3 separate regions of the Hordeum vulgare genome follow, and all the other regions are linked to region 3. Evidence: chromatin contacts called from public Hi-C data. All regions are on one chromosome and are shown on one strand. Each heading gives the region's core, a stretch centred on a gene start, on an enhancer-like site or on the middle of the called end of the contact. The rest is flanking DNA. Distances are from core to core; before and after follow the strand shown. Region 1 has its middle 89 kb from the start of LOC123412363. Region 2 holds the start of LOC123411191 (transcription factor GAMYB-like). Region 3 has its middle 110 kb from the start of LOC123408874.

Region 1 (3,268 bases), core at 346-2,845, 240 kb before region 3:
TTTTTCTTGTTGGTTGCATCATTTGGTGCAACAACATTTGCAAAATAAGAGCTTCTGTAACTGGACGTCTCATATTCGTTCCAATCGCCTAGTCATTGAACGGACGCAAAATGACCACAAAACCGGACCCGTTAAATCTGGCTCAAATGCGTGGACTGGCCGACACTCCCTTTATCTAACCCACATCTGGGCGGATATGAGACGTTCAGAAGCATCCGGACATGCCCGTCATGTAGGACCAGATCCACCTGACCACACATAAATTAGACCCTCTCCGCACTCCGCATGAAAGCCTATCCTCATTGCACTCCACTCCACTCGACTCCACTCCCCTCTGTCCAAAAGCTCTCGTCCTGCGTTCTTCGACATTCTCTGGCATAATGGGCAGCGGATCCGAGTCCTAAACCTCTTAATTCATTGACCCAAAACTTGTCCGAGATGGCCTTGAGGAGGAGATGGCCATCTGCCTTGCGCTCCATCGCTCCCGGGAGGAGTCTGCCCAACGACAACGCTGAGACTGCATTTGACGGGAATCCCTTGCGTCCGCCCAAATGACGCATGGATCCGGAACCACGACAGTCCATGCTGCCTCATCGGAGGTGCTGCGGTACATCCGGCGTCCAAACGTCGTGGCGGATGCGCAACCCCTCCCTTGGCGCGCTGAATTGGAGATGCACACACACTTCACGTCCAACGCAAATATGGTGCGGCATGTCCGATATGGAAGCACGGATATCGACAAAGAAGAGTAGGGCATGAGAGACGGCTGCGTCGCAAGTCCCGTGAGCTGATGTGTGTCCCATGTTCTACTCGATCTGTCTGACGATCACGTCAACACTCCGAGGAGCGCACTGGCCACCGGACATGGACATGGCCGGGACAACAAGAACGGTCGCTGGTGTAAATTTATAGTTTTAGGGTACATGTAATGTAATCATATGGATTTGATGATTTCTAAATAAGGTATCCGTTTGTGGAAATATTTTTTTATGTGCTGACCAGTCATTGTTGGACGTTCACGGGGAGGAGGGGGGAGGATTTTGTGAGTGGTTGTAGATGGGCAGAATAGAACGTACGTTGTCTTGTACTGCAACCGATTGGCATGCATGTCAGCATGTACATTACTCCGTACTAGGCTATTGGAATCAAGTAGACAACGTGCTAGCTGGTCTCCAAGCTCCACTAGATAGGAAAATCATTTTTTTGGGGTAAAGTATAGCTTTATTACGCGGACAAGTTGGGCAATTCGCCCATTTCAACAACAGCGACCTGTTCAGCTACATCATCTTCCCATAGGAAGGCCCCATTGGCATTACATTGGTAGCCCAACTTCCCCAGCTGATTACACACCCGAATATCACACTTGGAGAACCACAGACGCCGCTGCACCTGCAGGTCTCCACTCTCCACGAAACGACGGAGATACGTTATATACTCGTACATCATTCTACATGGAACACTATTATTACTCACGAAATATCTGGGCCACAAATCATGGCGCCGTGACCACAAATCTCCCTATGGGGCCGTCGAATCACGAGCCATGCAAAGGGAACGACAATTATTGGCGCGACCCTCATATCTAGCTTCAAGCTAGCTAGAAATGGAAGAGATGAAATGGACGGGTGAACCATGCGTGTATGTCTGGTACTTAGGAAGAGCATCTTCTTCCCACCAGTCACCACTAAATTGGCAAGAAGTATCTTGGGCATCGGATGGCCACACATTTTCGACTGGCCAAGATACATGTGATTGCAACACACAAGCACTGAAAATATGTTGCCAACCACACTATGGTCCTGTTTCTTTGGGTTTTTTACTTCTGCTTTTGCAGCCTTTTCATTTTGACCAAAAAAACAAGAAAATTTATAAATTAGAGCTTTTATGACTTTTGAAACTAAATACTGTTATATTGATTCATAAGCAAAAGCTGAAGCAAAAAACACCTATTTAGGAGTTTTTATGGATTTTTGATCAAAGTAAAAAGCTGCAAAAGTAGAAGCAAAAGTTCAACCAAATAAGGCATATGACACTACACTACCTTGAGATTTGGTGTCATACAAGCCGAAAATTCGCAAGGGACACAAGTTAGGGGGCACACACATGCTTAGCCTTGTCGGGCCGCACGATTGCTCCGTGATCTGAAAACTTGTTTGACTCCTTACATGATTTTAAGTTTTATTTTCTCAAACTTAGTGAATTTGTCTTTTGTTTGTGTTAAGTTTCAGACATACTTTATGAAGTTTCTAAAACTCTTAAAATGTATTCAAAAGTGGTTTTATTTCAAATCCCTCGTTACAAGGAACATGAATATGCAAACAAAACTTAAATATAAATTTTGGTTCAAAAGATATAACAGATACAAATGTGAAAACCAAAAGATAATTGAGGTCGATGTGTCCATGCATGCATGCCATAAATCGCCTCCCTCATACAATCCCCAAACCTCATAATCAATTTTAACTTCTCAAATTTTGAGGAGTTGATTTTTTATTCTTCCAACACCCTTCCCTTATGCTAAACTAACAACACAATTGGACCCCATATGAAACTCTCCCACATCTTGTTCTTCCCTCCTTTCTCAAAAGGCCCCTCCGGCCACAACCCTCGCCCACATCGTGTCACCAACGTCTGCTAGAGCCCTTTCTCGCAACATGCCCGTACATCACAACCACCCACCCACCCCCGCGTATCCAGTCTCCTCATCGTCCCACCGGTGAGACGCCTAAGGCCATCCACCGCCTAGAGGAAGCGCTCGGCCTATCCGATCCACACCGTCGCCTGGAACCATGACATCTCGTCCTCCTCACCCCCGCGAGCGCGGACACCTTGGAGTCTCATTGAGTTAGTGATGACCCACAAGTACAGGGGATCAATCGTAGTCCTTTCGATAAGTAAGATTGTCGAACCCAAGAAGGAGTAGAAGGAAATGATAACCATTTTCAGCAAGGTATTCTCTGCAAGTGCTGTGAGTAACAATGATAAATAGTTTTGTAGCAAGATAATTCATAACAAGTGACAAGTAAAAATAGTAGGAAGTGTGCAGCAAGAGATCACAATCCTTTTTATAGAAAAGGACACGCCTGAAAGTACTCTTATATGAAGCAAACACTCCCAAGGACATGGGAATTTCCGTCTAGTTATGTTCATCATGTTGAGTTGATTCGTGTTTGTTACTTTCATAATTAGATATATGGTTGGGCCGGTGGTAAGGTGATGTTATTACTTGAACAAACAACCCACTTATGATTAACCCCTCTCTCAAGCA
Region 2 (3,283 bases), core at 452-2,951, 200 kb after region 3:
TTGTTGGTGACAAATGACAATGCACATGACTTACTATAGGCAAGAAACCCACTTGATAAGAGACAAAACCAAATAGTTAAATTCACATCTTTTAGGAATGCCAGCTGATGACCAAATTATATTCTATTATTAACAGTAATATAGAAAATAACAATTTCATATTTGCTAACTGAATGTACAGGTAAAGTAAAACATGACTATATATAGAGAGTAGAGACAGAAATAGCAAATTTCAAAAAAAAAAAGAGAGAGACAGAAATAGCAAATGAGAGAGAATGCTCTTAGAACTGTCACCCAAAGAGTCGACCCCTTGCATGGATTAGTTAGCAAACCAGTCTGATTGAACAACGAATCACTACGACTTGGTAACAGAATCGCATGGATTAGCAGAGCACAAACCGGTACTTCAATTCAATAACAACTTTCTTATTTCCCGGCAGCCTAGCAAAATTTCTCTCAAAAATACAGTACCTACCTATTAGGGGAAAACGACATAAATTTTTTTGAATGAAAAAAACGACATAAATTCTACGCATGTACTGTATACACTAGGCAAACTGTCTGACCAAGAGCAGTGTTCCCCCAACCCAATCAACCAAAGCAAATCATCACCAATCTAGACTAACGAGAGAAGAGCAATGGATTAAGTGGCTACCCGATCAAGAAGCATGTATATATAATACTCCCTCCGTCCTAAAATAAGTGTCTTAAGCTTAGTACTCCCTCCGTTCCTAAATATAAGTCTTTTAAGATATTTCACTAGGGGTCTATATACGGATTAAAATAAGTGAATCTACACTTTAAATTATGTCTATATATATCCGTATGTAGTCCACTAGTGAAACCTCTTTAAAGACTTATAGTATTTAGGAACTGAGGGAGTATAACTTTGTACTAAGCTAGTACAAAGTTGAGACAGTTATTTTGAAACGGAGGGAGTATATAATACTCCAGCAGAGCGAGCAAACTTACAACGGACGCCATCTTAGCCCACTTGTTCCCGTGCAGCGCATGAAGCTCGATGATCCTCTGCTCCTCCTCCTCGGAGAAGGGGCCCTTCTTGAGGTTGGGCCTGAGGTGGTTCGCCCAGCGGAGGCGGCAGCTCTTGCCGCACCGGTTCAGCCCGGCGTTCCTCTGGACCCGATTCCAGTTACCCTCGCCGTGCGCCTCCACGTAGGTCCTCAGCCGCTGGTCCTCGTCGGACGTCCACGGCCCCTTCTTCAGCGGCGGCCGGCTGGCTACCGCGCCGCCGGTCCCGACCGGAGCCCCGCCTTCCTCTTCCTCGCCGTCGCTGACGTCATCCTCGGTCTCATCGTCGTCGCTGCTGCTGCGCGGCGGCGAGTGCACCTCCTCCTTCAGCATCTCCGGCAAGTCGAGCGCGGCGTCCTCCTCTTCCATCTTCAACCCCGTTCGTGGCCGAGAGGCCGCAGCACAGCCGCGCCAGCTCCCTACCAAATTGAGAACAGAGTGGAGGAAATGCATCAGCAATAAAATCCAATCTACAGCTAAATTCACTCCAGCGCAATCCAACCAAGGCCAATTAAATTCGACGTTATCGAATCGAATCTAGGAAGATTGATCTCGGGTGCGGTGCTCACCGTGGAGAGGAGGGGCTTTGGAGCGACCGATCTACCGCGTGCGGCGGCGGCGCAGAGTGTACAAGGGAGGGAGGGTGGGAGGGAGAGATAGACTCGCGATGGCTTTGGAGTGCGCACGCGTAGTACTAGGAGATACTCCAGATCATAGATAGATAGAGGTAAAAGTCCAATTTCGAATGGAGCGGGTTCACGGGCCCGCGTATTCGGCCCGAGAATGGAGCGGTGGAAGAAACAGCAGAGTGCTTCTGACGTCGGGCGCGCGTATGTATCGCTTATAGCGAGAGGTAGGGTTCGCTTGCGTCAGGCGCCTAACTAGGCCAGCCCAACGCGCAGGTGGCAACTGCCTCCTTTTTTTCTGTTTTCTTTAACGTTTTATATGTTTTCGTTTTCTTCTTCTTTATGTTTTCTTTATACTAGCACTAGCAAATATGCCCGTGCGTTGCAACGGGAGACAAAAGTATTACGTTATAGTCAAATAAGTATGGCTCAATACCCCGACATATGAGCATCCTCTATGTTTGTACTTAACACCGTGGCCCATCATGTTGCCACTTATCTTTTCTTCCATCCTCGTCAATGATGGTCGTGGTTAAATTTTGTTGATTGATGCCCACTAACTTTTTTCTGAAATGCATGGACAGTTTTTTACTCAGTCTATGAACTTTTTTTAAATGGGGAATAAATTTTGAAATTCAAGATTTTTTTAGTTTTTCTTAACGTTATTTTTACTTCATAGACATTTTCTTTGAATTCACTAATATGTTTTGGATAAATGGTCATTTAAAAACCATGAACATTTTATATTTGCTGAATATATTTTTCGAAATTGTGAATCATTTTATAACATGTGAACAGTATTTAAAAATCATCAATTTTTTAAACCGTGAACGTTTTATTATTTCCTGAACCTATGTTTCAATTCCCAAACATTCTATGGTTTCATGAACAATATTTTTCAGAACTCAAAAAATTGGAATTTTGAAAAATCATGAATTAGTTTAAAGAAGTACAAAATAAATGGTATAATAAAACATGGGCTAGTCCATGAACTCGTGTTTGCTGCTATAAAAAGATAAAATCAGTGTCCATGTGATCAAGTTTTGTCGATTGATGTAAACTTATCTTTTTTCTAAAATGCATGAACAGTTTTTTATTCAGTGAACATTTTTTGAATTGATGATTTTTTTGTAAATGGGGAACAACTTGGGTATTCGATTTTTGAAAATTCATAGACATTGTGTGAATTATTTTATAATATGCAAACATTTTTTAAAACCATCAGCATTTTTTGAATCCGTGAACATTTTCTGATTTTCTGAACCTTTGTTTTAATGTCAAGACATTCTATGATTTCATGAACATTTTTTTCAAAACTAAAAAAAAATAGAATTTTGGAAAATCATGGATTAATTTAAAGAAAAAAACATATTGAAATAATAAAACATGGGCTGGTCCATTAACCCATGTTTGCTGCTATATACAAAGAGAAATAATAGGGATGAATAATTGTGTGCCTACCAGGGGTCAAACCTGGGTGTGCTGTGTGGAAGGCAGCCGCTCTAGTCACCACACCAAGCGCCTGCTCAAGATTTTTAGTTCTCATATTTCAATAACTGCACGCCGCGACGACGACTTTGACAAAAAAAATTGGACCGTTTTTTCACTTATGGATGGCATAGTGGGTA
Region 3 (2,989 bases), core at 215-2,714:
TCAGATCCTGTAAATCAGACCCGTAAAAAAGGATATTCGTAAAAAAAATTTATTTTACGGATCGGCAATGCAGGGTCTTCTCGGACGCCACCGCGTCGACCCGCAAACCAAAGACCCCATAAATTAGAATTACTAATGTGCAATATAAGTAAAATGTTAATATTACAATACAATAATCATTCAAAGTACAATAATTATTCAAATCACCGTAGCATCAACATCTCGTTCCCGAGATGGCGATTTCGAGGAAAATGCAAAGTGGCCGACGTTCCATCCTCGCCGCCTCTTTCGGTTCTCTTCTTCGTGCTCCTTCACAGCAAGGGCCATCACCAAACTCTGCTGGCGAAATGTGAAAAGCACTGTCTCAACATTTGAGTCATCCGAATCGGATGAATCCTCGAGCAAAAACTTCTCGCATAGTCTCAACTCCATCTCCAACGGTAGCTCTCCGACCGCGGTGGATTGGCGGATCCGGGGGAGTCGGTGCAGTGGCTCGGCGGAAGACGGCAGGGGCGCCCTCGCGACGCAATTCAGTCCGCAGATTTGGCGGAATCGTCGGCGGCGGACGGGCGGAACCAATGGCAGGGCGGCGGCGAAGGGGGTGGGGAAAGGGCGCGAGCTGAAATGTCCCTCCCACCAAATGTTTTCCTGGGATAAAAGGCACCGTATAGGCGAGGCGGAAACATGTGTTTTCTCGGGGGTCTGGGAGGGGATTTTGCTGCGCCATCAAAAAAGTTTACGGGTCGGACGCTTTTGCGGGGTCTGATCGGACAACATTTTCGCGCAGACCCGTATTTTGACGGTTATTTTGCTGGTCGGAGTATTATACGAGGTCTGCTAGAGATGCTCTGATAGTATGAAAAATGCCGATACCCGAATACAAACAACTAGCAATGGAAACATTTGACCGAACGCCATAAACCGAATTAATAGAAATATATGTCAACTCGATTTAGCTTGGTTCTATGATTTTGGGTGTAAAACTTTTCACCTTGAATTATAAAAACCCCTCCAGTCCACGTTTGTTGTCTTTCATATGTATCTAAACATATTTGAAAGGTAGATACATTTGTTTGAATGATAATTAATATAAATTAGAGGTGGCACAACAAAGCGCGAATTGCACTTTAGTAGGGAGCTATAATTTCGGACAAGTGATAGAGATGTTTTAAAGTAGACATTTCGAACTTCCAATCCAAGCAAACGACGTAAGGATAAGCCCTAGTTGTTGTAGTACTTGTAGAAGAATATATTTTTTTGGAGGGTAGTAATAGTATGGAAGAATTGGTTTCATTATTTGTTAACTGGAGCCCTCAAATGTTTTTCTATTTATATTCGTGTTTTAATATTAAGCTGATTCATATAAATATTTGATATGTCAAAATCGTAGTTGTAATTAGAGTGGTTAAGAAGGTCTATCTGTCTACATCTTTTGTGTCTCGCCAACATTTCAAGGGTCACATGATTAACAACGCATGGATACAAAGATGCTAGCATTTTCTGTCGAAAAGCTTCCTGAAATGCGGGTCACTCTCACAAATCAGGTGGACCCAAATGGTGTGGCACAACTTTAAATGAAAGTGACATTGCTTTTTTGTGAAAGTGCCGACAAATGAAACATCTTGATTATTCAAGAACATCAACAAACCGAACGCCTTAAATCGGTCTCAAACGTGTGAACGGGTCGACAGACGGATCCCTCACCGCTCAAAAAAACCGACCCATCCGGGTATCTCAAACCGGCCTTAAAAAGCAGGGTGGATATGCGGCATGCCCGGGCTCGTCCCCCACGTTAGCAGGACCCACCTTCGACCTCACATTGTCCCCACGGAAACCCTTAATCCGAAAACCCTTGCTCACTTCACTCCGCTCTCGCTCTGTCTCTTCTTCTCCCCTCCTGTGATTTTTCCGATTTTGATCCAATCCGACGACTCTGACGAGCATGTTGAGCTCCAGCTACCGCTCCGACTCCGAGCTTGTTGTTGACGAGGAGTTGGCCCTCCGCATTGCACTAGAGCGGTCAAAGGTGGCCACAGGGAGCAATTCCGGATGTGCCTTATTGCCGCTCCCCGGCTTGTGCTTTGCGGACAACAGAGCTGGCCCCTTGCGGCCCGTGCGCAGATCCGTGTCGCCCCTCCGTCATCCACCTTCTCCGTCGGCCGTTGCTCCAAAGGGTAGCAATGGGTGTTAATGCATGCTTTGCGGGCCTAGCGAACAAGGGAGAGGGACGCGGATGGGTAATTCATTCGTCGCCAATGTGGGTTGCTCATAGTATCCGACGAGGAGGAGCGATTCCTCGCTTGGTTCTACCGTTGCTTTCTTACACGGCGAAGGCAAACGCTTACCGGCTCCAGAGGAAGAAGGGCAATGCGCTTTGGCTAGCCATAGTCGGAGCGTGAGGCGGCGAAGACAATGGTGGAGGCAGTGACAAAGGCGGCGAGGGTGGCCCAGCTCAAGCGGCAGCAGTACGGGCCATCCGACAGATAAGGGCCTCTTGGCATCTCTGATTCCTCCTCGGGCGACGACAACGATCACGGCTCCATGTCCGACGACTCCAATGGTCCGCCAGCTGCGACGGACGCCTACAGTTATGCTGACGACCGGAAGGGCAAAGGGCTGACAAGGAAGATGTTCCTCCTCCGTTTAATATTATCATTTTTTAGTAATTTTAGTTCAGAACTTGGCAGGTGATTAATTGTGGTGATCTTTGGATGCTGTAGAGTGCATTATGTGTATTTGTATTTCGTTGTTCGTGTTGCCGATTTCTATGCCCGCTGTTTGATTTGTGTAGACTACTTCACGTTGCATGAGTAGTATAAATATACGGTGTCGGACGTGACGTATGCGGTTGTGTGGTCGAGAATTTGAGATTTAACAGGTCACTATCCGTGAACGAGTAGTGAGCCAGATTTGATAACTGTGGTGGTAGATGTTTCAAGTGCTCACATAAATAAAATTAAGGTCCATTACCGCAAGTGGTACAATCTGC

The links. A called contact is a pair of places that touch in the nucleus more often than the background predicts.
Region 1: a Hi-C map of leaf shows a contact between it and region 3, with 3 times the contacts expected there. The contact joins two enhancer-like sites. A contact is called at or near these places in 2 of 6 Hi-C or Micro-C datasets (leaf and seedling).
Region 2: a Hi-C map of leaf shows a contact between it and region 3, with 4 times the contacts expected there. The contact joins the promoter of LOC123411191 here to the enhancer-like site in region 3. A contact is called at or near these places in 2 of 6 Hi-C or Micro-C datasets (both in leaf).

Annotation. Positions count from the first base shown.
Region 1 is chr7H:526,401,041-526,404,308 of MorexV3_pseudomolecules_assembly, forward strand. No RefSeq gene overlaps it. Among protein-coding and RNA genes, the nearest start is that of LOC123412363, 89 kb to the left of the region's middle. Within about 2 kb of position 1,596, at least 2 of the 3 cell types and tissues checked have open chromatin away from gene starts, as enhancers often do. A contact at or near this core is called in leaf, where this site is marked.
Region 2 is chr7H:526,837,889-526,841,171 of MorexV3_pseudomolecules_assembly, forward strand. It overlaps LOC123411191 (transcription factor GAMYB-like), which reads right to left and starts at 1,702. Exons shown (of 6, transcript XM_045104131.1): 1 at 1,599-1,702; 2 at 973-1,448. The coding sequence starts at 1,398.
Region 3 is chr7H:526,637,802-526,640,790 of MorexV3_pseudomolecules_assembly, forward strand. No RefSeq gene overlaps it. Among protein-coding and RNA genes, the nearest start is that of LOC123408874, 110 kb to the right of the region's middle. Within about 2 kb of position 1,465, at least 1 of the 3 cell types and tissues checked has open chromatin away from gene starts, as enhancers often do. A contact at or near this core is called in leaf, where this site is marked.